Linked DNA regions of Mus musculus: all the other regions are linked to region 1. Evidence: chromatin contacts called from public Hi-C, HiChIP or PLAC-seq and promoter capture Hi-C data. All regions are on one chromosome and are shown on one strand. Each heading gives the region's core, a stretch centred on a gene start, on an enhancer-like site or on the middle of the called end of the contact. The rest is flanking DNA. Distances are from core to core; before and after follow the strand shown.

Region 1 (7,025 bases), core at 1,240-3,739:
TCCCATTTTTTGTAATATGCACTAGAAAAGCACTCTACCAACTGAGCTACATCTTGAGTGAGCCTCTGTTTTTTGTTCTTTTGAGACAGGGATTATACATAGCTCAGGCTGTCCTCCAACTCAGCCTCACATCTCTGTTGAGTTCCAGGGGTGCAGGGTAGCCCACGATGCCCAAACTTTTCCTTTATTTGAATTTCATTTTCTGAGATTTTAAAGAGTCAGATGTTAGAGTTTCTGTTGCCAATCCTCAGTATCTCTCTTTTCCCCCTGTCTGGCTGCCCTGGAACTTACTATATATAGACCTGGCCTGCCTCTGTCTCTCTAGTGCCAGAGAAATGGCTGGACACTTGGGAGCCCTTGCAAACGCTTGCAGAGCACCAGAGTTCAGCTCCCGATGCACATCAGATAACTCACAACTACCTGTAACTGCAGCTCCAGGGGAGTTGACACCTTTGATCTTCCAGGGCACCTGCACACACACATACTCACACCCAGACACACATGGAAACCGATAATTAACAAGAAAACATCCAGGCATTGCGGCACACATCTTTTATTCTAGCACCTAGGGACTGCCTGTGAGGGCAACCTGGTCTACATAGAGATCAAAGCCAGCTAGGGCTACATAGTGAGACTCTCTGGGGGGGGGGGGGAAAGCAAAAAAGAAGAAGAAGAAGGAGAAGGAGAAGGAGAAGGAGAAGGAGAAGGAGAAGGAGAGGAGAAGAAGAAGAAGAAGAAGAAGAAGAAGAAGAAGAAGAAGAAGAAGAAGAAGAAGAAGAAGAAGAAGGGAAGGGAAGGAAGGAAGGAAGGAAGGAAGAAAGAAAGAAAGAAAGAAAGAAAGAAAGAAAGAAAGAAAGAAAATAACTTAAAAAAAAGAAAGAAAAGAAAGAGAAGAAAAGATGGGGCCTCTGTGTGTGTGTGTGTGTGTGTGTGTCCAAAGATCTTCAAGTGTTGTTCCTCAGTAGACACCCACCTGTTTTTTTGTTTGTTTGCTTCTTTGGTTTTGATTTTTGGACTGACTGGGGTAATGCTATTAGTTATACCTTGTATCTTTTTTTGGAATATTTATTACTCATAGCTTGTATTATATTTCTTCTTGCTCAGTTTATTTTTCAATTTTAAAGGTAAATTTAAATGTGTGTGTGTGTGTGTGTGTGTGTGTGAACCCTGGTACAGTCTGAGGGAGCTGGAGGGCATCAGATCCCCTGGAGCTAGAGACATATGCAGTCATAAGCTACCTGATGTGGGTGCTGGGGACTGAACTTGGGTCTGGGGCAAGAACAACAAAAGCTTGTAACCAGTGAGCCTTCTATACAGAGAGTGCAGGATAGGAGATGCAGAGCCGAGAGCACGCGCGCACAGCTGGAAAGCAGTTAAAGGTGCCAGAAAGAGAGGGAGGCCGATTGCAGCCCGGAAGAGCTGACTGGGAAGGGTTAGTTGTTGAGCTGCTTCAGGGAGGTCCTAGCCGAGCGGCCCACCCAGGCAGTTGGGGCTGGCGGGTGGCAGCAGAGGGCGCGGATTCTAGAGTCAGCCCAAATTCTAAAGGCTACACCAGAAAGGGAGAAAGAATGGAGATAGAGCAGAAAGATGAGCCCTGGAGCTTTCTGATAGGAAGGAAGCGGGGTGGGGTGGGGGAAGAGGCCAAAAGAACAACTCAGAAAGATAAAAATTCTCAAGTCAAGGCGACTAGGTAAGTTATCTGAGTGTGAAAGAAGTTAGCACCAAGAAAGGAAAGGACTCGGGTGCAGGAACCTCCAGGAGGTGAGGTTATGAAGGAGCAAGTTCAAATGAGATAACTGGGCTATCCCAAAGTGTCGATGAGGGATGGGCCGGTGTAACCTCTAGCGAGGAGGGAGCGGACTCCTCTAGGAAGGGCATACGATCTTCAACCACCTGCTAAGGGAGAGGCTGCAGCGAGCAGAACTGAGGGAGAGACCGTAGGCTACCAAAGTCCTGGAGAAGCGTTAGAGAGAAATGATGGTAATGGAAGAGTATGTATGTGAGGGTGATGAAAGACTTGAGGAGGTTTGGGGTGGTCACTGTGACATTGACCAGGTCCTGCTAGCTTTCCCGCTATGGAAGAGTATGTATGTGAGGGTGATGAAAGACTTGAGGAGGTTTGGGGTGGTCACTGTGACATTGACCAGGTCCTGCTAGCTTTCCCGCTAAATAACAAAAAGTGACTGAGAGCTAATTAGATTCAGGGAACAGAGCCAGTGCACCCTGCGCCCCGTCTCACCATCATAATACCCCTAAAAGTTAAAATACTTTCCCTCACTTTATTAAGTATCGCATTTGGGGCTCAGAGAGGGCAACCCCTTACCCAAAGACACACAGGAACCCTACCCTCCAGCAGCTAGAGTACTTCGTTCCCGGGGTCCTCTCATCCCCCCTCGGGGAGGAGCCGACCCGAGCCCCTCCTGCTCCCCGCCCCCGAGGGGCGGCCCGGGGGGCGGGTGGAGGAAGTGAGCGCAGCGGGGTGGAATGCGAGCGGGCGGGGCGGGCCAGCCTGGGGCGGCGGGGACTGCCGGCTGGAGGCCGGGACCGCGGGCCAAGCGCGCGCGATGCCTCACTTCACCGTGGTGCCGGTGGACGGGCCGCGACGCGGCGACTATGACAACCTCGAGGGGCTCAGTTGGGTGGACTACGGCGAGCGCGCCGAGCGGGAAGACTCGGACGGTGAGGGTGCGCCCGGCGGGGGCTGTGGCCGGGACGGGGGGCATCTACACGGGACTCGCGCCTTCGGACCGCGCGCGCAGACGTCCATGCAGGACTCCACTTTTCTTGCTCCTTGCGCGCTCAGACCGATGAGTCTTTTTGGTCCGGGACTCCCGGGCTAGGTCGTCCTCCACCCACTCCCAGCTCCTCCCCCGAGGGCCGCGGGCGGGGGCTGCAGACGTGGCCGCCTTGGGAGGCCGGGTAACGGGCTGCCTTGCTTAGGCTGGCGCCGAACGCGCCACGGGTCTGGGTCCAATGGAAGCCTGGATTGTAGCTTCCTCACTTTCTGTGAATCGCCCCCATCCTCTTGAGTGTCACCCTCTCTTCCTCTATGACTCACCGCCCCTCTCTTGTCCTTTCCCTACCCCTGCCTCCTTGCACACTGGCCCGGTAGGAGCAAAGGGTGTGCTCGCTGAAGAGCCTGTGTTGGCCTTGGTCTACGTAGATCTGTGCGTATCATGGACACCTAGGGAGCAGTCACACGGGGCCAGGCTTGTCTAGGCACTGTACATGAAGCAACTCGCTTTAATCCTCCCAACCTCCCCCATGGGACAGGTTCTGTTACTCGCACTTAGGAAGGAGTGAAGGGCGGTGGGGAAGAGTTATGTAACTTGTTCCAGTGGGATTCAAACCCGGATATGAGAATGTAGTGCCTTAACCTAGGTATCAGGGCTGGTTATAGAGGTAAACCCTTTCTCCCTTCCAGTGCCCCATCTCTCCATCTTCCACCCACGGAGGCTCCTCACACTTGGAATGGGAACGGTCCTGGTTATATGTGTCTGTCTGTATAGCTGTCCAGGCATGTGTAAATGCACGTGTGTCGCTGAGTATCACAGGGTCAGGTCAGGACGTCCTTATGGCTACTGTTTCCAGGAAGGCTGCCAGTGATGAGCCTGGTGCTATGATAACAAATGCCTGTGATGTCTGAGGCTGACCGTGATAGAAAGGTGTAGGAAATGTGTGTTGTGTCTGGTGATGGTATCGGAGGCTATCTGATAGGTCTGTGATGGTGACATGCTTGAGGGGTAGTCTGTGCTTCATGTGAACGGTGACTGAATGACCTGCCTGCCATGTGGACATACAGGCCAGGGGCATGGACTGCAGATGTCACGGAGATTTGTCAGGTTTCACAGCTGTGTGTAAGTAACCCTAGATCCCACATCCCCTGCTGCCCCTTGCCTGGTCCAAGGTGTCGGAACCATATCCCTCCTTCCCTGGGACTGGAAGGATGTCTGTCCCTAGATGATGTACTGAACTGCATCCTGGAGATTAGCCTGGACCAATGGGCAGTACTGAGCCTTTTCTTTGGCTCCGCCTTGGTCCCTCACAGGTTGATAGGAGTAACCTGGAGCTATGCTGGCTGTTGGCTGTGCCCTGCCAGATCCCTCCAGGCTAGGCCAGCTCCTCCCAACCCCACCCCCTTCTTCTCTTCCTATTTACTTTTCGGCCAGATTGTGGTGTGTCTGTGGCATGGGGGACACCCTGCATCCGGGTGAGTGATTTTGCTTCTTCTTTGTAGATATAGCAAAGAATCAGAGAGCACAGAACTATCTTAGGCCTAGCTCTGTTAGGATCCCCCCCACAACACACACACACACACACACACACACACACACACACACACGCCTCTGTTCTGAGGGGCATACATAGGCCTGCTCACCTAGATGGCCTGTGGCCAGACTGGGAAGGTCATGGAAGGACATTATAGGTAGATTCCATGTACATAGGGACCAGAAAGGTCATCCAGATCACTTCCTACTGTCAGGGCTTTCCCAGTTGCTGGTAGGAACACACCTGAGCCCTTCATAGGGAGCCCCAGGCCTGAGCTGTGCTTTGGTTCTCTGGGGGTCTCAGGTAATGTCTGAAAAGCTTGAGCCTGGCAGGCAGGCAGGCAGGCAGGCAGGCATGCCTAAGCCTGCCCTGGAATTTTTGGAATAGCTGAGGCCAGGGCGGGTAGCTTGAAGTTTGGGGGACCAGAGACCTGAAGCTCTGCTCAGACCCTTTCATATCCCCATAATCCTATGGGAGGGGTCCTTAAGTGAGGCTTTGCGAAGTGCCCTGCCCGTGTCTGGGACCAGACACTACCTTTTCTGATGCATCCGGGAAGTTGGGAGAGGGAGTTACTGTCTCTGCTTCATAGAAGATGACAGGGTAGCTCGGAGAGGCTAAGCAGTTTTCTGTGGGTCGCACAGGGCAAGGGGCAGGTATCCAAGCCAGCCTGCCGGATCTCTGAAAACCCAGAGGCTGGAGTATGCACGCAGTGATCAGACTACATATGCCAGTATGCCAGAGGTCTTTTCTATGCTGGGGTATCATGCTGTACCCCAGAGCACTCCCTAAAAGGCCTGGGCTCTGGAATGTGAAAAGAGAACCTGAAGCTCACCTCTCATCGCTGTGATAGACCCAGGTCTGGCCCTCCTCACTAGGCAGCCTTGTCTTGTTCCCAAAAGGGGAACTGACATGCATCAGCAGGTAAGGACCAGAGACAGATCTTAGAAGCATCCCAAGCCATCTGGGAGTGAAGCTTGTAGGGACAACTAAGGATCAGGTGGGTCACAGAGTGGGGCACTGTCGTGTGCTCAGCTCTGTAGTTGGTAGGATTTTTTTCCTTTGGTTTCCTTTTAAACCCAAGGTCTCATGTAGTCCAGGCTAGCCTTGAACTTGATGATGGTTTTGAACTTCTGATTCTCTTGGTGTCACCTCCTGGCATTCCACACCTGTGCCGCCAAGCTCGGTTTCATGAGGTACCAGGGATCAAACCCAGGGCTTTGTGCATCCTAGGCAAACACCTTACCACCTAGGCTTTATCCCTAGTCCTCTGGCTTCTTTGTTTTCTTTATGCAGCCCAGGCTGCCCTGGAAACCGTGTCGTAGCCTGAATTGACCTTGAACTCAGGGCTCTTCCTTCTGTAGCCTCTGGGGGGGTGGGGGTGGGGGGTGGGGCAAGGATTATAGGTTTGTACCACCATGCCTAGGTCTACAGCAGCGTTTCCCAACCTGTGAGTCACAACCCCTTTGGGAGGGTCTACTGTCTCTTTTGCAGGGGTCGCCTAAGACCATTGGAAAACACAGATATTTGCATTAGGATTCATAACAGTAAAATTACAGCTGTGAAGTAGCAATGAAATAATTTTATGATGGAGGGGTCACCACAACATGAGGAGCTGTATTAGAGGGTTGCAGCATAAGGACGGCTGAGAAGCACTGCTGTACAGTTTCTGGATAATAGTAGATTCTTCTTAGAAACAATCAGTAGCGGTGGTGGGACAGCCTGCAGTGTGTGCATTTAGAATAATTGGTATTTATGTCCAGCTTCATGGAAGGATACAGAGGGAGAGGGCAAGAACTGAGAATAAGTGCTGGCGGCTTCTGAGGGATAAATCTATGGAGACTCCTAGCGGGCAAGGCAGAAAGGGAAGTAAGGTGAGCTGCCAGGATGCCGTTTTCATTTCTGTTATTTTCTTCGTGTTGTGGCTCTTCTCGGTAAAGAGTTTTCAATGTGAATGGCAGCAGTGGCTTGGTGGCACAGGTGTGGCCCAGGAGTCTTGTGACTCCTCATCCCAAATGAGCATGGAAGTTAGCAAAAATGCCAGGATGTCTGGGGAGCTACCTGACCCCACCAGCCCTAAACATGACTTGGGTTGAGATGACTGCTGGCTTTGGCATTGACCTTCATTGACCTTGATCTGCAAAGTCAGCCAATATGAAACAGAGAGCCAGGTGTACAAAGCCAGGCACACGGACTTCCTACGATCCCAGCATTGGGAAAACAGAGCCAGGAGAGGCCCTGGGTCTTGCTGGCCAGCCAGTCTCACTGAATTGATGAGCTCCAGGTTCAGTGAGAGACCCTGTCTGGAAAAAATAAGGCGGAGAGTGGGAAAAGAATGCACCTGATATTGACCTTGACCCCCATTGACCTTGTAGACTTGTATGTACACATCCACCACATATACAAAAAAGAAAGTGGGCGTGTGCTTACATCTGTGATCCCAACCCTGCTGGGGCAGGAGCATTGGCACAAGTTTGAAGCCAGCCTGGGCTACATTTAGAACCTGTCCCAGAGGAGGAAAAGGGGTGGATAACGTATGTGTTTGTGGCCCAGTGATAGAGCATGGGTTTGTGGGTCTTATCTCGACACATGGCAAGAATAGATGCGCGGGCTCCCTCCTGCCTGGGAGGTTTTCTAGTTTCGGAAGCACATTTTCACCAGCCTGAGATTTGCGTGGCGGCTGGCCCCTTAATCTGTTCTGGAGCAAACTGGCAGGATCTGGGGACCAAAAGGCTAATGGGTAATCTCAACCGCAGCCC
Region 2 (7,648 bases), core at 1,602-4,101, 470 kb after region 1:
ATGCTTCTATAATCCGCCTTGTCGTGGTATTTTAGCGCGGACACAGGAAGTAAGTAACTAATGTGTTTGTGAAGATGCCTCTGAGATGGGCTGCTAAGGAGCTTGATAGTGCTTCTTCCCAAAAGGCTCAGTTGGAGTAGTGCTCTCCAGGAGGACCAGGGTTTTCGGTAAAAAAAAAAAAATCTAAGAAGGAATATAGGGATCTGTTGCATGCAGGATGCTCTTTAGACATGCAGGAGATGTATCCTGGAGGTAGGAGACTCTGGGGTGTAGAAGGCTATGACTCTGAGTCTCTTTCCTTGCTGGGGACATTAATTAACCCTTCCTCCATCTTCATTTCTCTATCTGACTCTGGGTTCTCTGTTTCCAGATAACAACTGAGGAGTCATATGTGTTTCTGAAGCCAGAATAACCTTGATATTATCTTCAAATTTGAGCTTTATCAGTCAGTCCTAAAAGCAAGAATTTAAATTATAGAGAGGTTAACTTGCATAAGGACCCAGATTGGCATGTGACAGAGCAGAATTATGTCACATTTACTTCACACATGTGACTTACATATTTGTAGTGATAGATACACTTTCTGTTCCTATCTGCCCAGTGTGGGGTAGCTACCCCAGGAACTTACCATTTTAGAGCTTTCAAAACTGTCCTGGGTCTCACTATGTAGACCAGGCTGGCTTCAACCTCACAGAGATCTCCCTGCCTCTGCCTTCCAGTGCTAGGAGTAATATGAGTGCTGCCAGGCTAAGGGGAGAGAGAGAGAGAGAGAGGTTCTGTCCCCTAGAAGTTCCAGAAGGGGCCCCCAGAGTTCTAACTAGAAAATCTCTGTAGCCTGGGGCAGTAGCAGAGAGGAATCCTGACAGGAGAGTGTGGTGTGTGTGTGTGTGTGTGTGTGTGTGTGTGTGTGTGTGTGTGTGTGTTTCTAAGTCCTTTGGAGTAATCTGGGACGAGAGAGTCTAGTGGAGGAGACCTATATTGAATTTGAAGATGGGAGCTTCTAAAAGGAATTATGCTTGATTTAAGGGCAATAAAGAATTTAGATCTTTTGGGGCTGGAGCAATGGCTCAGTGGTCAGCAGCCTGTATTTCTTTTGTAGAGGACTTGTGTTTGGCTCCCAGCACCCAGCACAATCACCTGTAATTCCAGCTCCAACAGGCCCTGACATCTTTGGCTCCATGGAGTACAGACACAAACACATATAATAAATAGTAATAATAATAATTGTCTTTTTCCAGACAGAATCTAACTACATAGCCCTGAGTGGCTTGAAACTCACTATATAGACCAGGTTGGACTTAAACTCACAGAGATCCTCTTGCTTCTGCCTCCAGAGTGCTGGGATCAAAGGCATGAGCTGTCATTCCTGGCCCCCAAACAAGTCTTTTTATTTTAATTTTTTAAAATGTGCATTGGTGGGCTGGTGAGATGGCTCAGTGGGTAAGAGCACCCGACTGCTCTTCCGAAGGTCAGGAGTTCAAATCCCAGCAACCACATGGTGGCTCACAACCATCTGTAACAAGATCTGACTCCCTCTTCTGGAGTGTCTGAAGACAGCTACAGTGTACTTACATATAATAAATAAATAAATCTTTAAAAAAAAAATGTGCATTGGTGTTTTGCCTGCATGTGTGTCTGTGTGAGAGTGTCAGATCTTGGAGTTACAGACAGTTGTGAGCTGTCATACATGTGCTAGGGTTTGAACCTGGGTCCTTTGGAAGAGTGCTTAGTGCTCTTAACTGCTGAGCCATCTCTCTGACTCCCCCTGACCCACAAATAAATCTTTTTCTAAAGGTTTGTTTATTTATTTTATATATATGAGTGATATATATATATCACTAGGAGAGGGAATCACATCCCATTATAAATGGTTATGAACACCCCACCCCACCCCCTATGCAGTTGCTGGGAATTGAACTCAGGACCTCTGGAGGAACAGCCATTACTCTTAACCTATGATCCATCTCTTCAGCTCCCCTCAAATAAATCTTTTCTTAAAAAAAGCATGTGGTGGCACATGCTTCAATTCTAACACTCTGGAGCCTGAGGCAGGCAGATCTGTGAGTTTGAGGCCAGCCTGGTTTACATAGTGAGTTTCAGGTCAGCCAGGGCTACTACTCTGTCTCAATCCCCATCACACCCCTAAACAAAAACAATAAAACCCCCCAAAACAAAAAACAAAACATTTGAAGAAAAAAATTAGACATTTTGTGTTATCAATACTAAATTCTTATACTTCACACCTTACATTGTAGTTGCTCACATTTTCAGTTGGGTAAGGCATTTGTTTAGGTCTGTCTCCTTCAACCTGTTATTTCCTTCAAGGGCAGGAATCCCTGAGTGCTCCTCATGATGTGCCTGGCACTTAACACATACTTTGAGAGTGCAGCAGCCATATCTTTACTAGAATTCCAGCAAATTTGGGAGGCAAAGGTGGGAGAATCGCAAATTTGAGGCCAGCATGTGACCCTGTTTCTAATACACACATGCACACGTGCGCGCACATGTACACACACTCACACACAATTTAAAATAAAAGAAAATGAGCAAAAACCCTAGATTAGTTGGGGTCTTCCCAAGAGTGATTTAGAGGAGAAACTAGATACATGACACGTTTTGAGGAGAGTAGGATTCTTGGAAGACAAATTGTAGATGGGAGGTGGAAGAGAGTGTATTTTCCCTGTGAAAGGTTATGGGGGAAAATGAGAGTGGGCATGCTTTAGAGTCAGGGGGCACTTGGCAAACTCCGCCCAGAGCCACGATGCTCCTGCGAAGTGACGCAGCGCGGTTTGGCCGCTGTGGGGCGCCGTAGTTCGCGCTGTTGCCAGGGGAACGGGCCCCGCGCCGGGCAAGGCCCAGCCTGCCTTGGCCTGGCACGGCTGCACTGCCAGCGGGTCCTTGCTAAGGCGGAAGGACTCTGAGGCCCAACCTCCGTCCGGGATGGAGCCGCGCTCCGGGACGCGTCTCCTCCGTGTCCGGGGGACCGACTTTGCCCGGACGGTCTGAAGTGCGGCCGCCCTGGGGAGGGTGGACGGGCAGGGCGGGGCCGAGCCGCTGGCTGACCTTGGCAGGCCGCATCTGGCGCGGCTGCCACCACGCGCAGGTGAGGAGCGGCTGCAGCGTTTCTCACCTCCGAGCTTGGCCTGAGCCACCGGCCCGCGCTGCGCCGGTGCCTGGCGGGACTCTGGGCCTGTCTCGGCCTGCTGCTGGGTTTCGCCGACCCAGTGGAGCGCGGGACTTCCTTTTATCATTAATCAGGGCCATAGATCCGCACTGAGCGCCCACCGATCGCCAGGCAATGTGCCATGCGTCGGGCCTCCGAGCCTTCAGCCTTCGCAACCCACAGAGAATTAAGTGATGGGTTGGGGAAACAGGCGCCAGACACGTGACTAGAGTAATTTCAGGTCTCATTAAGGGTTCGGGTGGGCCCTAAAGGTGATGCTTAAACACGGAGGCTGGGAAGGAGCCGGAATTGCGACTAGGGGAAGGGTGTTTCTGAAAGAGGGAAAAGCGAACAAAAAAGTCCAGGTAGCAGAGCATTAGTATAGTATGGGACGGAAATGCTAGGGTAGTTCCTAAAGTGAGGGTTTTCAACTTTTATCCCAGAACGTGAAGGGAGTCCCTGAAGCGTTTAATGAGTTTCAAATTTTCAAAAGGGCTTTATCCTCTCTGTCTGCTGAGCAGAAATCATTTGAAGATTACCATAGTGCAGCGAGTGTAGCCGAGCCTCCTGGAACCCACAAATCTCTCCCGGTCCTCATCTGTGCATACGGAGTGTTGTTGTCATGTTCTCGTGTCACGTGTCATGAGACAAAGTAACAGGGGATCGTGGAGGTGGGGTGGATGGGGGAGGCCACATATGAGACCAAGGACTAGAGATCTGTGGGAACAGTTTGAAATCATAGGGCTACCTCAGAGTATTGAATTAAGTGAATTTCTGTGTAAGCGCTTCAAGCAGCGCCTGGCGTAGAATAAGTGCCTTCTAAGTGGCAGCAACGGCTGTTATTATGGAAACAGCATAAGGGCTCAGTGATCTTAGGGTAGCAGAGCTGGTAAGAAGTGGGTGGCTTCACTTCCTTTACCAAGGGCGAGCTAGGTTAGATGAGGGTGGTCACTCCTTTTGTGGAGCTGATGTTTTGGTTGTGGGAGACCAGCTGTATACAGATAATCACCAGGAGATGTAATAAAAGCAGCTGTGGTGTTTAATTAGCCTAGATTTTTCTCCCCCTATTGTTTTTCTTACTTTGTTCTGTCACCCTTTGTTCTTAATGACTTTTCTTGGTGGGTGTTCCCCGAGGCTGGCTCCTACAATCACCAGTTGATTTCCTGGTTAGAAGTCAGCAACCCTTGCCTCCTTCCCTTGATTTGGTTTCTGGTCCCTGCTGCCCTCTGTTACTCTTCCTGGACTTGTATCCCAGTGTTTGTGGTGGCTGCTGCGGAGGAGAACAATATGGAAATGTTTGCGCAGCATGTCAACTCAGGAACCATTTCAAGTTTCTCTTGCCATAGCAACTGACTTCAGCATATTGTTTATGAGAGAGAGAGAGTAAAGGCCCAGCCGCATTATCTGAGACCAAAGACCAGAGAGGCCTTTGAGAACAGCTTTAAGCTCTAGCTTATTTTCTGGAAGTGATGTGATATGTATCCCTCAGTTGAACCGTAGCTACTTAGACTGTTTAAGAACACAGATTTTCCTGGCACCTGTGGGGAGTTTTAATAAACACTGTACTTGCCCTAGAAGTCTTTTATAAGTGACTCTCTGCACTTAAACCAATGTGCTCTGCAAAGCGTTTTCTCCCCGGCTCCCCTGTATGCGGTCTAAACGGAGGCACAGTAGATCTCAGTGAGAATTATTTTAGAAGCAGGTCCTGGGGAAAGACTGAAAACGTGATTTAGAATTACTCAGGGGAATCTTAGGAGAGGAAGGCCAGCTGCTCAGGAGTGTACCCCTCCTGTAGAGTGCACCTCGGCCTTGTTCTGGGCTCACAGGGTACCACCCGTTCTTGGTCAAGGGCTAGACAAGTGTCCTGCCCAGCAGCTCTGTTTCATGCCCAGTGTCTGTTTCCAACTTTGACCAGACCCCTAAGAGTGCCAGGAAGTTCTGTGGCCTTTCCTCCAAGTACTGAATGGCTCAGAACTGCCTTCAAGGCTAAGAAAGCCCTTCAACAAGCACTCTTGTCAAATGGTTGTTAGGCAGGAATTCCTGGTTTTTCCAGCCAGGTATAAACCTCTAGCTCACACAGGTTCATTTGGTTCACATGGCAGCACAGTGGAGCAAGGAGGGCTAGAGGTGATATCCTTCAACGGTTTATTTGGTATGTCTGTCTCTCTCTGTCTCTCTGTCTCTCTGTCTCTCTGTCTCTCTCTCTCTGTCTGTCTGTCTCTGTGTGTGTGTGTGTGTGTTGGTCTCGTTGTTGGAGATTGAATCCAGGCCTTCCTTTCCACAGAGCTATCCTTTTTTTTTTTTTTTTTTTTTTAACTTTGAGAGCTTCATAGAAATTGCCCATATTTGGATTCTGCCATTTCCTGCCCAGAGTACTCTGTGCCTATAGAAACATAGATATCTGTCTGTCTGTCCATCCCTTCTGGGTGCTTGTTTGTGTTGACATAGTCTTGCTATCTAACCAAGGCTGGGCTTGGGACTTGTAGCCTTCCAGCTCTAGTCTCCCAAATGGTGATGGTCTTTTAAATATATGTATGTGTGTGTATACATATATATATATATATATGTGTGTGTGTGTGTGTGTGTGTGTATTAATGTGTGCATTTCTGTATGTGTTTACCTGTCACATATGTTGGGTGGGTCTCTTGGAGTAGGAGTTGTAAGTGGTTGTGAGCCTCCTGGTGTGGGTGGTGCTGGGAACTGAACTCTAGGCCCTAGAAAAGCAATAGCTGCCTTGTTGGTTTTTTTTTTTGTTTGTTTGTTTTATTTTTTATTTTTTATTTTTTTAGGTCTATTCTGAAGACTGAAGCTGTCTTCAGACACTCCAGAGGAGGGCATCAGATCCCATTACAAATGGCTGTAAGCCACTATGTGGTTGCTGAGAATTGAACTCAGGACCTCTGGAAGAGCAGTCAGTGCTCTTAACCATTGAGCCATCTCTCCAGCCCTTTTATTACTTGTTTTTTAGTATTTATTTTTATTTTATGTAAGAGTGTGTTTTGCCTGCGTGCATGTCTGTGTAACTTGAGTATGCCTGGTATCCTTGGAGATCAGAAGAGGGTGTCAAATTTCCTGGAACTGGAGTTCGAGATGGTTTTGAGCCGCCATCCTAAGGCTGGAAACTTGGTCCTCTGTAAGAGCAGCAAATGTCTGCTGCTGAGCCCTCTCTCTTTAGCTCCCTGCCTTGATTTTTATTTATTTGATAGCTCAGTCTACAATTATGTATTTTGCTTGTTCATGCAACTTTATCTTTAAAATAATGTCATCATTTACTTTTGATGCTGCTAGCATTCCCTTGTATGTATGTACCGTAGCGTGTTTATATTTGTTTTTGTTCTTTGTTGTTACAAGGAACAATACAATGAACTTTTATGTGTTAGGAGAGTGTAAGATAAATACAGCAGTGGAATGTCTGGGCCACAAGTTAAATGTGTTCGCAGCTTTGGTAGTCATTGCCAATTGCCTTCTGGTTAACTTGAAAGAAGACACCCAAAGAAGTGGGGTTTGTGAAATTTGCCCCCAGCTTCCCTGAACTGTGAAGAGCAGTGCAAGAGCCAGAGGAAGGCTCTGTCTCCAGACAGCCTGATTCCTGTTTCCAAGCCCCCACCCACACCCCCACCACACCAATGTTGTTTTGAGACAGTCTCCCTACATAGCCCTGGCTGTCCTGGAACTCACTATGTAGAACAAGCTGGCTTTGAACTCACAGAGATCTGCCTTCCTCTGCCTCCTGAGTGCTGGGATTAGAGGCTGTGCCAAGCTGCCCAGCTTCGTGTTACTTTTTTATCCGACCCAAGCAACTTACCTTCCTAGTTTCTTGGCTTCTTCCTTGCTATCCCTCATTATTAGTTGAGTTGATTCTGAAGTCCTCAGACACCTTTCAGGAATCCAGGGCTGTTCACAGGCTCTCTAGGACCTGGGCTTTGCACTTTAGTCTAGGTGATTTAGCTATCTCATGCATGAATTTCAGAACAACAGTCTGAATTTATTGCTGCTGCTGCTACTACTACTACAATAATAATAATTATAATAATCATTATTATTATTTGAGCTCGGATGTTGGCATCTTGCTGTTACCCAAGTTGGCTTTGAACTCATGGGCCAAGTGATCTTCCTGCCTTAGCCTCCTGGCTGCCTGAAGTTTTTCTTTGTTGAAGTGGTGATGGGCAGGAAATACATCAGTCATGCAGCAGTTATACCATTCATCATGAGAACTTAAAATACTAAGATTTTTTCCTTCTTATTCCTTCCTTCCTTGCTTGCTTGCTTGCTTGCTTGCTGTTTTGAGACAGGGTCTCACTCTCTATCCTTGGCTGGGCTGTAATTTGCTATTTAGAACAAGGTTGGCCTCAAACTCACGAGATTCACCTCCTTCCCCTGCTAGAGTTCTGGGATTAAAGTCATTTGCCACTACTTTTGGCTAAGATGTTCTTCATTTAATTTAAGCTTAATATAACGTTATACAAGTTAAGGAAGTTTAAGTTT
Region 3 (7,213 bases), core at 1,560-4,059, 490 kb after region 1:
GCCTAGCCACTCCCAGCCCTTTTGCTTGGGGTTCCTTCTGCTGTCATCACTCCTTCACGGTTCTGGGCTGCAGCACTGTTCCGTCACCTGTACTCTTTCCTTTTGGGGAATACACATAACAATGACTGTACTCAGATTCTCCTTCCCAGCAGCCAAAAAACTATGGCTGGTACACTGAGGTGCACGCAATATGCTGCAGACCCCCCTCCACAAGGGGGGGTGTTCACAGCCTGGAGCGCACAAGCTGGCCTGTGAATAGCTTTGTGGTTTCCTGGCCCCTGAACAAGTTAGTTCAGTGGCTGGAGCCCTAAGAGGAGTCGGGCAGGTGAGGGCAACACGGTTGTCTCGTCCCTGTGAACCTCTTGGTTAAGCTACAGTCTAGGCATACTGGGCGTAAGGGCCTGCAGCTTCCCCCTGGTAGAATAGCTGCAGCTTGACTAGATAAAGCAAGTCCTTGTGATGAGGTAGGATTTAGAAATGCGTGTGTGAAGCCTTGCCTTGGAAGGGCTCTCCCAGCACATCTGAGAACCAGGAAGCCACCCCTAACCTCTGGGACATGAGACCACTCAGCTATCAGAGAGGGCAGTAACAAGGTGTGCTCGGGGCTGAAGAGCCTCTGGATCTACACATAGTCTCTTAGCCTTCCTGACCCCTCTCTCCCAAGGAGATGGAGTTCTACATGAGGACCTTCAGCCATGTGCGTCCAGAGCCCTCTGGCCAGGCTAGGACAGCAGCATTAAATGCCAAGTAAGTGTCACCTGGCTGTTCCCATCGGAGGTGGGAGAAAGGGTAGGCCAGGGTCAAAACATGGGTCTGGGACCAGCTCAGCACAGTCTTGGATGGATTAGTCTCTGTCCTGCTAGGAAGGGAACCTCTAGCAGGAGGGACTCCGGGGCAGCATCTAGAGTTTGCTCTCTGGCTTTTACCTCAGTCCTTCCCAGTTTCTTGCCACCCAAGGCCAAGTGGAACCACCACTACCCTCCTCCTCAGACACACTGGCTCTGCCTCCACGGATCCAACCCCAGGTAGGAGGGACTGGGTTTGGACCTCTGCCCAAGAAGAGGGACATGGAAAAGAAGCCTGCACTCTGATGAGCGCCTCTGCTGCTTTCGGCAAAGTGGGGTCTGGAGAAGCAGCCCACACTTCCCTCTGTCTTTACAGAAAAAGAGGAAGCGGCGAGTGTATAGATTGCCCAGGTCTGGGGTCTTGGACCGAGAGCTCCCACTGCCCAGGTTACGGGGTGAGCGCCGCTCTCTGCTTGGATCCTATTGGATTAGTTCGTGGGAGGGAAAGGTTTTAAAGCCCTAGCTGCAGCCCTTATCTCAATCTAAGTCCCCCTCTGTGCGCAGAGACTGGGACTCCTAGCCGCCGCTCCAGCTCTTCATCTGATTCCACCAGTGCCAGCCCAGTGCATGCTGGTGGCTCTGCAGGCGCCTACTACTCGGCATCAGCTGAGTCCATGGAAGAGATTCCAGTGGCCCAGACGCGCCTGGGCAGTGCCGCACTGGGTGCCCCAGGAGCCAGGGGTCGAGAGTCTGGGCTGGCTCTACAGGCACGTTCGCCTGCTGTTTTTGTGAGCCCGAGCAGTGGCGAGCCCGGAACACCTGGAGGCGGCGACGGCCTGCCTTAGCCCACTAAGGCTAAGGACTAGAGGCAGGAGGGCCTTGACTCTATGCAACACCCCACATTCGCGTAACGAGTGCACTTTAGGGACCTCAAGGTCGACAGGATCGGCCTTCCTTACCCAAGACTCAGCAATATCCGCTCCACCAGCCCTGATGCCCCAATAAACTTTTTTTTTTTTTTAATGCTTTTGCGGACTTAATGCTTATTTTCATAGTGGAAAAATCCATGGATCTCACAGAAGCAGGACCACCATTGCTAGCTTGGGGCAGAGAAAGAGGGGCGGGTTAGGAAAGGTCTCTGGACAGGGTTTTTCTTTTAAGTGTTGGGAATCAAAAACATGGGGTCTTGTTCAAGAACTACCACTCTCCTCTGTCCCTTCTCCCATTTCCCAGGGTAGCCTCGAAAATTTGAATCTACTGCTTCAGTCTCCCGAATCCCCAGATTGCAGGCTTGTGCTACCACACCCACCCAGCAAGGTTTATTAATTAATTAATTAATCAATTAATATTTAGTATTTTTATTTAGTTTTTTATTTAGTATTTGCAGTTGGAAACTGAAGAGGAAGCAGGCTAGGGAGGCGCATTGGAACAAGAAGCTGTGAGGCGGGGAGACGAGAATGGGAGGAGGCAGCCATTCTCCGAAATTTAGGAATTGCTGCCACAAAAGTACCCAGCATTTGGGGGGGTGGGGTGGGTAAGAATGCGTGATCCACTGATTGTCTCAGTCTTCTAGTGCTTCAGAATGTGGCCTGCTGAGAACCTAGGAATGAGTGAATGCCACAGGGTTAGCGGCAGCTGTGGTCTTGGAGCCAGCTGTAGATCCTTGTCAATGAGGGGCGGGATCCCCTTCTTCAGTTCAGCTCCTAGACAATCTCAGGTGGATTCTTTCAGCAGTCCCTTGAGGGTTGGGGACAATGGAATTTGGGGGGGGGCTGTTTTCCCATTGGCCATGGGAGTTCCTATCTTAGGACATCCAGGACTGCAGAGGGCAGCTCTGACCGCTTGAGGACCGCGGTTGAAGGGGAGGAGCAGGATAAGGCTGTCGCTGCAATTCTGCGGGCCCAGCGCCCACAGAGCACATAGGGCGGGGTCTGGTGGGAGGAGCTAGCGTGACCTTGGTCACTCTCCCGCCGAGACAGCCTAGGGGGTGGGACTCACTGTCTCTATGGTGACCGAGAAACAGGGGATAATACTACGGAGCCGCCCGGGCTGCAGTCCCGCCCGGGAGCCGGCAGGGAGCGGAGCTGTGGAGCCTCCTGGTCTCCAGCATCAGTTCCTGGGTCCTGTCCGAAGGCACGCTCAGGAGCAGCCAAGCGGTAGAAGCCGGTAGGAGACTGAACATCGACCACCCTAATTCGTATCCCCCAAAAGGAGGGGTGGGTGGGAGCAGCCTGAACCAACCTCAGATGGTACTGAGCTGAGCCTATCAGCTGAACACCCCGGCCCTGGCCCCAAGGGTTCCACACACACTCCTGCCCCCACCTTCTTGCCAGGCTGATTGATGACTGCAGCTGTCCCAGCAGGAGCTGACGAGCGGATTCAGTTCAGAGGCATGAACACTGTGCCCAGGGTCTGAGGACCCCAGAGCAGCTGCTGTGATTCTGTTCCACATCAACAGCCCCCAAATTCATCTTCCCATAGACAGGAGTGAGCAGTAGCCTCAGGATCCTCCCATTTCCTTGAGAAGAGCATCATGTAGCACCCCAAACTCCCCTGGACACATTTACCTGTGGTGTTCAAGTACAGGGCTTTGGGTCCCCGGGCGGGTTGACATCTTTGGGAGAGGCAAAGGGTGTGGCGGACCCCATTTACAGACCCACAGAGGTCCCTGCAGAGTGCAATCTCTGGGTTTCTGAGTCTTAAAAATTGCAACTTATGGATGAGTAGGTGTGGTCACCAGAAAAGGCCTTTCAGTGTGGACCAACTAGTAATGGAAGAAGAGGAAGTTGTTCGGGGGCCAGGTTGTGGTCATTGGACACTTTTTTTTTTTTCCCCTAAGAGGCAAGGTAAAGATGGTGGCTGAGAACAGGAGGCTGCAGTGGGTGTGGTGATGGTGGTATGTCTTAACATGATGCCTGGCGATGCCAGTGCTGGTTAGACTCTGAGGGGCTTTAGGTCAGGTCTGTGTCAATAGCTTTAGCATATGAGTAAAGAGAGAGTGCTGAGGGTGTGGTCAGGGAACTCTGCGCGTGTGTGGTGGTGGGTGTTCAATGCTTTGCATGGAAGTATGGAAGTGTTACTGCATAGACTGGGAGATTTCAAGGCAGGGCTGTGTCAGAAGCTGTAGCTATATGGATGAACGGGAATGCTCCAAGGGTATGGCCAGGGGGCCTTTGTAAGGGTGCAGAGTCCAGCTAGTGACTGTGGTTGGGGTCTTCAGGATGTGAGTTAAAAGGATGCAAAATGGATGCAGTGTACACAGGGTTTGATTTGGAGAGGGACTTTCAGGGTGGGGCTGAGGGTGTGGTCAGAGATCTGCAATGGAGCTCTGAGGAGGGTGTGGTCAGGGGTCTGTAGTAGGACATGCACTTGACTGCAGGGCTGTGGGCATGCTGGGGAGGAGTTTCATTGCAGGGGTCTTAATGTCTGTGTGGGGATGGAAAAGGAAAAAGGGTCAAATTCAAGGCTTTGGGTGTGGGTGGAGGAAGCCTCGGTGCAAGGCTGTGGGTATGGTTAGTGGGTACGAGGCAGAGGGTGTGGAGGGCCAGGGCTCAGTGCATCTGAGCTATGGGAACGTGGACAGGCGTGGTCACGCTCAGTGAAAAGAAGACCTTAGTGGAGGGCTGAAGTGTAGACAACGGGATTGTGCCTCAGTGAAGGATTGAGGCACCAAGATCATGGCCCCATGGAAGAATTTAGGGGCTACTGTCCAAGTCTCTACCCAGGTTTCTTCGTTTCCCACTCTTAAGCTCCACAGACTGGAAGCTACAGCTTCAATCAGTGGCAAGGGGCCAGGAAGCCACGGTTGTGCCCTAGGCTTAGGGAGTGCTGGTATGCCCCACCCTTGGGCCCCTGATCCCCAGCCCAGCCCAGCCCAGCCCAGCAGCACTGGGAGCTTCTCCCTCAAGCCGCCCTGACACCATCCTACCCTTAGCAACTGTCTCCAAGCAGCACCACCCTCCCTTAGCAACTGTCTCCAGGCTCCACAAACTGTGGCCAGGCCAGACCCAAGTTCCTGCTCCCCTCCTGTTTTTGTTTAACAGCAAATAGTAACAAGGCCAGGGCTGGGCCAGCTGCGCCCCTGCCTAGGGCAGGCACTGCTGCCCTTGCTCTTGCTCCATTGTCAGGCCGAGGCTGGGCCTCCCTAGGTCTCCATGACCTTTACAGAGACACTGCCCTCACTACATACCTGCCCATACACCACCCTTGTCTGGCGTTGACCCAGATTGACAGGAGTTTTCAGGGAGGCTTTTCTGCCACCACCCCCACTTCCACCCAACCAGGCTTTGTGCCAGGGACAGACAAAGCCATGGCCCTAGCTGCTATCATCACAGTCTTTCAGGACAGTGCCCTTCTGTTCCCAGGGCCGTGTGGGCATCATGACTTCATCTTCTGAGCCCTCTTGACATCCAGGGCTGGCACCGAGCGACAGCACCTTTCTGCCCATAGCTCTTCCTCAGCTCTGGGCATAGACAGACACAAGGTGCTAACCCTTAGGCATCCCAGTCCTGACTGAGGGACTGATGTGCTGCCAACTCATACCTCACAGGTTTTTTTTTTTTGTTTGTTTTGTTTTGTTTTTCGAGACAGGGTTTCTCTGTATAGCCCTGGCTGTCCCGGAACTTACTTTGTAGACCAGGCTGGCCTCGAACTCAGAAAGTTGCCTGCCTCTGCCTCCCCAGTGCTGGGATTAAAGGCGTGCGCCACCACTGCCCAGCACCTCACAGGTATTGAGAAGGCAGTAGGGGCATTCTGGGTCTAGAGGAGGTGGGAATAACTTGGCCGGGAGGTGACTGTGGCGGATCCTCGCAGGGTGGCATGGCAGCGAGCACGGACATAGCTGGGCTGGAGGAGAGCTTCCGGAAGTTTGCCATCCATGGCGACCCCAAGGCCAGCGGGCAAGAGATGAATGGCAAGAACTGGGCCAAGCTGTGCAAGGACTGTAAGGTGGCCGACGGAAAGGCCGTAACGGGCACCGACGTCGACATCGTCTTCTCCAAAGTCAAGTGAGCACCAGGCAACCCCTGTTTCTCATGCTTTCAGAAAGTGGGGGGTGTGGGGGTGGTCGTTAGGGGGCTGGAATCAGGGAGGATGTCAAAAAGGGGGGATCCTTACGGTGCACACGGTGTCTGGCAGGGCGAAATCTGCTAGAGTAATCAACTATGAGGAGTTCAAGAAGGCCCTGGAAGAGCTGGCAACTAAGCGGTTCAAGGGGAAGTCCAAGGAGGAGGCCTTTGATGCCATCTGCCAGCTGATAGCGGGCAAGGAACCGGCCAACATTGGCGTCACCGTAAGTGCCCTGCCAGCCCTGCCACGGAGATGGGTGGGGGTGGGGGAGGGGTGGATCTCAGCAGAAATGGGGGTGGGTGGGATGGGCCAGGTTCCCTCTCACAGGACTCTGTGGGAACTCTATCCAAACAGAAAGCTAAAACGGGTGGTGCTGTGGACCGGCTGACGGACACCAGTAAGTATACGGGCTCCCACAAAGAACGCTTTGATGAGAGCGGCAAGGGAAAGGGCATCGCTGGACGGCAGGACATCCTGGACGACAGTGGCTACGTGAGTGCCTACAAAAACGCAGGCACCTATGACGCCAAGGTGAAGAAGTGACACCTGCCAAAGCCCCCAGGGAGGCTGTCCCACTGGAGGCCCAGGCCTGGGGTCCAGGGTCACATGGAGCAAGAAAGCCTGGCTCCCTCCCTGCTGGATCTGCCACCAAGAGCTTCCTGCCCAGTCCCAGGGCCATCCCATCAGGCCTCTGACCCAGACTGCTGTGTCCCTTCTTCCTGTCTCCCTGTCATCTGTCTGGGAGTCAGTGCCTATATCCTCACCGCCCCAGCCTGGTCCCAGGCATGGCTGACTCTTGCCTGCTTTTGCCTCATATTTAAGCTGCTGCTCTGGCCAAGTGCCTAATTCTTACCCAGACCTCAATAAAGATACCTTTTGTACCAGGATGGACTGACTCAGTCTACAGTGATGGGGTCACTCACACTGTAGCACCCCTATCATCCCCTCCTGCATACACACCCTGCTAGGCTCTTCCTTCCCATTGGTAGCCATGCCAAGGATAGATGCTATCTCCTTCCATTAGCGATTCCTTCCCATTAGTGCAGAGCAGAGCCAGCCAGCCCAAGACAGCCTTAGGAAGATGCAGAGCTTTTTACTGGACCCTGACCCTAGGGTGATGGCATCACAGCCTGTTATCCAATCAATAAGGCCTCAATCTGCTCTCAACATTTGCACAGGATGAAACATCAGAATTGGCCTGGACCAAGCCTTGGCAGAGGCTCAGGGCCAGGCTTCAGCACTGTGGCTGCCAACAGGGGGCTACTCGGGTAAGGCATTTTGGGCTGTAGCCCAGAATCTCAGACTATTCTGGGATAGAAAGAACTAGAGAATAAACAATTGATGCCCTTACTCTATGGCCG
Region 4 (6,758 bases), core at 3-2,502, 370 kb before region 1:
TCAGATAAACCGCTGTTCATTTTCAATAACTATAGGTAAATCTCAGCATTTGTTGAGTGCCTCCTGTATGTCAGAGGTTGTAGACACGGAACTATAAATATGAATAATACAGGACTTGCCTCTGCTTTATAAGTTTAGTTTCATGAGGAAGCTGGGTGTGTAAACATGCAAATCAAATAGGGGAAGTAGAGGCTGACAGACACAGAAGATGTGCAACACTCGGCAGAACATCAAGGAAGTCGTCACACATCAAGGCAACATTTAAACTGGGGCTTAAAGGATGTTGAGGAGTTGGAGGACGGCATGATGGAGGGGATCAGAGGAAGAGAGAAAAATCAGTACTCAAGGCTTGCCAGTTTCCAAAGTTCAGAACGATGCAAACGAGAGTGGAGTCCAATTCTCAAGGGACTTTCCAGCTTTGCTGTGAAAAGTGGATTTGATCCCAGAGGCCCGAGGAAGCCTGTGAAAGGTTTTAGGCAGAAGCAGCTCACTCTACCAGAAAGTACTGAAGGAGAGACTGCAAAAATGTGGGGACAAGAAGGAAAGGTCCTAGTGGCGCAAGGAATGTGGCCAGAAGAAAAAAAACAAAAAAAAAAAAACAAAAAAACAAAACAAAACAAAAAAAACAAACAAACCTTCAGTGTCAGAATTAAGGAAAAAATATAAAAGTTCAGATTGAGGTGTGAAGGTCTCCTCCAGTATCCTTTATCTCTGGTGGGGAGGAACCAAAGCGTCTCGCTCTCGATTGGCTCCACCGAGTGTTGCAGCGAGGCCGTCTCGTTACCTTTCTTCCTAGACAGGGAAACTGAGGCCCAGGGTCCTCAAGTAGAAACAGAGAGAAAAAGATAACCGAATCCGTCTTCCAAGACGCTAACCACAGATCACATGTGGTCTTGCAAGGGTCCCAAGGCCTGCCCCACTTCCCCATCCCCCATTCCCCAAGGGGCTGAGTTTGCTATGGAAACAGTCCTCCCACCCTCCTCCGCGCCTAGGGCTCCTCAATGCACTCTGGGAAATGTAGTCCATTTGTTTACAAGCCCGCGGCACGAGCCCACTCCACAGCCCTAAGAGACTACATGTTCCAGCAGGCAGAGCAAACACTTGGGCGGTCTCTGGGGGCGAGGTCCCAACGGAGGGACCGGAACCTCCCAATAGGCAACCTCCTGGGCGGATCCTGCGTCTCCATTGGCCAGAGCAGCTCGCGGGAGGCGGGGTCAGCGGAATGAGGCGCGGAGCTGTTCGCCGCTCCAGGTGCTGAGTCCGAGGGAGGCTCCGGATGCCAGAGCCGCGGTCGCTGTAACCATCGCCGCCGCGAGAGCCGTCTCTAGGAAGCCCCGGTCGCGAGGAGCTGGGAGGCGCCGCGTGCGCTGCCCCGCACCGAGCGCCCTCCTGTGCGCCACCTGAGGTGGGTGCTAAGGACTTGCTTTTGTTTTATTGAGGAGAGGGGGGCCTGGGGAGTTGATGGGACGTGTCCTCGCCGCACTTAACACCATCTGTCCGTGGAGCTGGAGGGACTGACTGCGGGCCTCTTCGTGGCCCAGGGCCTGAGGTCGGAGCAACCTCGGCTGGGTTTTGTCGTATGGTGAAAGAGCTTCTTGAGTGTAAGGGATGAAGGGCTGGAAGACCCTCTCTGGTCTCTCGTAGGAGAGCGTGAAAAAGGCTTGGAGTCTCCCTTTTCCTGCGCCTAAAGTCAAGGCTGCTTGGGTTGTTGAGGATGGAGGGACTGTTCTGGGATGAGAGGTTTGGAGATAGAGGGACCCTTCCTTACAACACCCCAGCTCGAGGCTGCAAACAGGCTGCAAACAGGGATTGGGATGTGACTGATGAGACACCTCCCCTCCTCTTAGACTCTCCTAGGTTTCGAGTTGTTAGGGAGACCCTTCCCTTTGCCCTCCTTTACATCCAGGCTCTCCCCTTATGACTTGCTCACAGTTGGGTTCTTTGTGGGATATTTGTTTTTGGGAATGGAGAAAGTGAAGGGCTGCAGGACTCCTCCCCACCCTGCTCCAAGCACTGATGGATGCTTGGGTCTTCTGTGATGGAGCCGCACCTAAGGTCTGAATAGCCTGGGTGTGGGAGGTGGGTAGAAGTGAGAGTCTGAGGTACCCCTCCCTACCTGGATCTTATTTCCCAGGCCCTCTCCACCTAGATCCAGGTCCCAGGCAGTAGAGAGTGGAGATCATCTCTCTTGCTCCGCCACACCCCGGGAATTAGAGCTCCAGCACCACGGCTAAGAGTCTAGATGGGCACCTGAGGGAAAGGACCCAGTGGTCTCCCTCTCCAGCAACCCGCAGCTCCTCCGCGTTCGCGGATCCTGGAGGGATGCTCCGCTGCATGCCGAGCGCGCTCCAGATCTGGACGCCGAGATCTGGTACCCTGCGAGCAGGGGTTGCTCTCAGGTGCCCGGCTTTCGCGCTCTGCCCAGGCATCCACGGGAGGACAAAGCGGCGGTGGCGGCACTGGCAGGCGTGCAGGGCTGGACTGCGCGAGGGGCGCGGCTGAGGAAGGGGGGCTTCGGGCGCGGCACGGGTAGCTTCCACGGAAACGTGCTAGGAGAAGAGAGAGCGAGAGAGACAAAGCGCGCTCGCTCCTCGCGGGCCCGCGCGAGCCGGGATGGAAAATCCCGAGGGAGGAGGTGGCTGTGCTGTGCTGGGTCCTGTGCCATACACTCTTCTCTGTCCCCACCTTCCAACCCCACTGCCAGTCCTGCCCCAAGAATGCGATGGGATTGATGGTTACTAGAGGCAGGACTTGTGACCACGAGGACAGGGATGACCAGGGACTCTACCTTGCAGTTGAGGGGATCTGAAGAAGCATGCTGACTAAACCCATTCAACCTCATGCCCTATCAGCTATATTAGGACAAATTTGGTTTTGTGGCTAGATGTGATTTTTATTGATAGTGGTGTGTGGGGCAGAGCGTGAGTGAAAATGTGACTGGATGAATGTGTCTGTCCATGCTCCAGTATTCACGCGTGTGCCTTGCTGTGGTGAGGCTATGCATATGGCTGGGGGAGGGGTGGGAAGAAGGAGGAGGAAGAGGAACCAAGCTTAGATGTAGAAGGTAGCAAGACAGTTATCCTTTTAACTCTCAAGTCACAGTTGCTGACCTAAGGTTCAACTTCAGGATGAAGGCAGCTTTAAACTGCCTCGGGTCCAACCTGAAGGACTGGCTATATTCCAGTCAGTGAAACTTCACAAGAATGTGACACCCTCTTTAGCCCTTTGGGCACCCAAATCTGACCCTGAAATCTTTATCAGTCCTCATTCCCTGGAGCACCTTATCATGCTGTAGGGGGCTGCCCTAATGACCAAAACCTACCTTATCACAACCACTGGCTGCCAAGGAAGATTTGGGAAGTCTGTCAATAGAGGCTGGAAGGGGTATATGAGCAGAGCTGGTAGAGCTACAGGGATATTACCAGTAATTGGTCACAAATGGAGACTCAGAAACACCAGGTACAAGCCAGTAATGGTGGCCACAAGCCTATAATCCCGCACTTGAAAGGTTGAGGCAGGAGGATTGCCACGAGTTAGAGGTCAGCCTGAACTATATAATGAGACTCTGTCTTAATATTCCTAGAAGATGAATGCAGCCCTCTCAGCCTTATTAGTCCCAGCCACTGACCTAAGTTTCCCTACCACCATCGCTTTTACCACAAAGTTTTTTCAGGTCGCTTCAAGATTATCTCCTTCACATAAATTAAGGGGATAGATTATGGACTGTGAAAGAACCAGGCAGTGGAAACTCCAGTCAGCCAAGCCTACCTGATCCTTTTCCCTAAAGTGTCCACTGCCAGCATCCACAGTGACCTCTGCTGGAAGGAAGTCAAGCCAAAGCACAAATTGACAACCACTACTCCCCTGTAGGCTCGGAGCTGCTGTGGACATTGTTGAACCACACACCTTTCTGTTGGGGCGAATTTCCTGTCTACCTTTGGAGTAGGTGTCCTTGTTTTGTGTTTGGTTGCTTGTCTCATAGTGCTGAGGATGGAAAACAGGACTGGGATGCCTATTAAGGAAGCACTTTCCCACTGAGACACCTTCCTTCTGCAAGATGCCGCTCTTGTCTAGGCTTCTTTCAAACGGCACCGAGAAGTAAAACTGCTGCTGTCTTCAGTCGCATGGAAAAGTGGGTCTGAAGCCTACAGTTGAGAAAGGGCAGCAAAAACATTTATTAGGACATTGTCTCCAGTTGTGACCAATTACTCCTAATAGCCCTATAACTCTACCAGCTCTGCCTCTGATGATCAAGTTCAGGGAAGTTCTGTTACCTTTCTAGGCTCTCTCCCTTACCTTTCTTCACTCTTCCCTTCCTCTCACATTCCACTTTTCATCTCTGCCTCTTCCTCGTTATTAAAGCAGTCAGCAACATTTTCAGAACCAAGCCTCATCTTCCTCCCTGACATTGTGGCTTAGAACCTTCAGACATCTGGAATTACTAAACAAAAAGGTCCCTGAGGCCTGGCTCTTCCTAAGGACTGGAGTTGGGGAGATGGAAGAGACATGCTCAGTCCTAAGTGCCCACCTGGAGACATGTGTCTCTTCTGGAGTCGCTCTGAAAGGATCTCACACTGTCACAAAATTGTGAGAGCTCCTCAGAGGGAAGGAGGTATTTAAATACCTGGCATTGTTCTTACTTTGGCATCCATGTGATTTGCATCGAACTATGTGACTCAGTATCATAAAGTAAAAATAGGACTTAATTTCTTCCTCGCCTGTTCAGAAGGTGACTGCATATAGTGTGTTATGTTCTGCATCGGCGAGTGAAAAGCTAAATCACCTCATAAATTGAACCACCTGATTATCCCTATCAGAGAAGAGTGTTTAGCATCACCCAAGGCGATAACATTATTTTATCTTTCTTACCTGAATCTCTGTCTTGTGAAACATTTCCTCATGGTTACACGTTATTGCTTTTACTTAAGGTTAATCAAGAATGTTTAATCCAGTTGGGTAATGGTGACCCATGCCTTTAATTCCAGCACCTGGGAAGAAGAGGCAGGTGGATCTCTGTTTTGTTTTGTTTTTTAAGATTTATTTATTTATTATATGTAAATACACTGTAGCTGACTTCAGACACACCAGAAGAGGGCATCAGATCTCATTACGGATGGTTGTGAGCCACCATGTGGTTGCTGGGATTTGAACTCAGAACCTTTGGAAGAGCAGTCAGTGCTCTTACCCACTGAGCCATCTCACCAGCCCAGATCTGTTTTTTGAGGCCAACTTGGTCTACAGAGTGAATTCCAGACAGCCAGAGCTACACAACACAACAAAACAAACAAGAATACCCTTGTACAAGAAATTAAGTATCTGCAGATAACAGAAACATGTGAGTGGTGTTTTGTTCTTTGGGGGTTCAAGAAAATTCTTGAAACTCATAGGAAAGAAGTAAAGAACTCTAAGTTTGAAAATCTTGTGGGTAGAGTTACGGCTTGCTGAGAAGAGGCTCCTTAAAAATATGCAGGAGGTCGGGTAGGCTATGTTGAAGGACTGAGCATGAATGACAGTGTCAGTGTGCTCTCGCGTGGCGGCATTCATGGTGGGAGCATCTCTGCTTTAACACAGCCTTTCCTGGAAAACAGTGTGCCAGGTTGGGGTATCTCCTTCTCCAACTAGCAGCTCATGAGTAGCAGATTGGCTGAGCAGGGAAGGCTTGGATCTATCCAAGGTTCTGGAATACAGGCCTCTGCCTGCCAGCTGCAAAGAGGAAGGACTAGAACAGAGCGGAGGGCTGCAGCATCTTAGGGGATTTCCCTAATGTTGATCACAGAAGAGAATGGGAGAAAACAGAGATGTAAACGTTTTTGCTGCGTCGTTTTTTGAATAAGCCCATCAGCAATCCCTATTTAAAGAATTACAAGCTAATAATAAATTTTCTAAATCAGGCTGTTTGCATGCAAGAGTGCATTTAATCCTGACAGTCCTCTGAGGTAGGTGCTGGTGTTATTCCCACTTTCAAGATGAACGAAGCTTTAACAGCAAAGGGGCTTACCCGAGGTCATACAGAAAAGGCAGAGTTTAGGTTCTATTGGTTCTATTGAACTCCCAATCTATCCTTTTTCCTACTGCAGAAGCAAAAATTGAAGTATTAGACTGTCCTATGGAAAGATATCTCTAAATGTAGAGGAATGAAGTTAGGGATCTAACTAGCATTCAAACACAAGCCACAGAGTGCTTTCCAGTTCAGCAAGTATGTGGCCAATCGTTGTCTTATTCTGGTAAGGTTTGTTGCTTGAACCTGGTTACCAAAGAAGACAGGGTAATAACACAAGGTTTTCTTTCTAGGATGGAAAATTTTCACAGGAATTTAAGTCTGGTTAGCAATAAAGTGGATTTTTTTTTAAGAAAGAAAGGAGGGAAAAGGAGCATATTTGCTGGTTTTTTTTAAACACCAAGTGCATTCAGAGCTGAGGGATATTGTTAGGAGACTCCTTTCATCTATTCCCGTTCTCGGATTTTCACATCAAAGTTCTTAACACCTACATAAAACTTCTCACTGTTGTGGACCTCGCTCAGCCAGTCGTGGGGAAACACCATGTTCCTGTTCTCACACCATCACAGCCCATGCTCTGCCTTCATATGTGGCTGCAGGACTCCTGGAGATGGGCAGTTTGGAATGGTGAACTTCCTGCCACATGCTCTGGTTTTCTTAGGGTGACAGTCTCAACTGCCCCCATCTTTCTACACTCATAGGGCCTTGTGCCCAGGAACTCTCCATTTGGTAGCTATAGCATTAGATGTTTAAAGTGGGT

The links. Promoter capture Hi-C pulls out the DNA fragments that hold promoters and counts their contacts. Hi-C and Micro-C count contacts between places; a contact is called where the count stands out from the background. HiChIP or PLAC-seq counts read pairs in DNA pulled down with a chosen protein or histone mark.
Region 2: a contact with region 1 is called in an H3K4me3 HiChIP or PLAC-seq map of embryonic stem cells, with 4 times the contacts expected there. The contact joins the promoter of Zdhhc1 here to the promoter of Slc12a4 in region 1. A contact is called at or near these places in 2 of 39 promoter capture datasets (liver and pre-B cells), 2 of 115 datasets of contacts at active chromatin or transcription factors (embryonic stem cells and large pre-B cells) and 1 of 9 other capture datasets (liver).
Region 3: a contact with region 1 is called in a promoter capture Hi-C map of fetal liver, with 2.9 times the contacts expected there. The contact joins the promoter of Tppp3 here to the promoter of Slc12a4 in region 1. A contact is called at or near these places in 3 of 39 promoter capture datasets (embryonic stem cells, fetal liver and pre-B cells).
Region 4: a contact with region 1 is called in a Hi-C map of B cells, with 7 read pairs. The contact joins the promoter of Smpd3 here to the promoter of Slc12a4 in region 1.

Annotation. Positions count from the first base shown.
Region 1 is chr8:105,961,579-105,968,603 of GRCm38.p6, reverse strand. Slc12a4 (solute carrier family 12, member 4) reads left to right here and starts at 2,489. Exons shown (of 24, transcript NM_009195.3): 1 at 2,489-2,679. The coding sequence starts at 2,565.
Region 2 is chr8:105,492,265-105,499,912 of GRCm38.p6, reverse strand. Zdhhc1 (zinc finger, DHHC domain containing 1) reads left to right here and starts at 2,851. Exons shown (of 14, transcript NM_175160.5): 1 at 2,851-3,103.
Region 3 is chr8:105,467,018-105,474,230 of GRCm38.p6, reverse strand. Tppp3 (tubulin polymerization-promoting protein family member 3) reads left to right here and starts at 2,809. Exons shown (of 4, transcript NM_026481.3): 1 at 2,809-2,951; 2 at 5,598-5,791; 3 at 5,922-6,075; 4 at 6,207-6,739. The coding sequence starts at 5,604. The coding sequence ends at 6,395. It overlaps Zdhhc1 (zinc finger, DHHC domain containing 1), which reads left to right. Exons shown (of 14, transcript NM_175160.5): 11 at 665-747; 12 at 932-1,025; 13 at 1,162-1,240; 14 at 1,350-1,808. The coding sequence ends at 1,630.
Region 4 is chr8:106,332,459-106,339,216 of GRCm38.p6, reverse strand. Smpd3 (sphingomyelin phosphodiesterase 3, neutral) reads left to right here and starts at 1,252. Exons shown (of 9, transcript NM_021491.4): 1 at 1,252-1,405. It overlaps 4930506A18Rik (RIKEN cDNA 4930506A18 gene), which reads right to left. Exons shown (of 3, transcript NR_126091.1): 2 at 4,870-4,988; 3 at 3,463-4,145.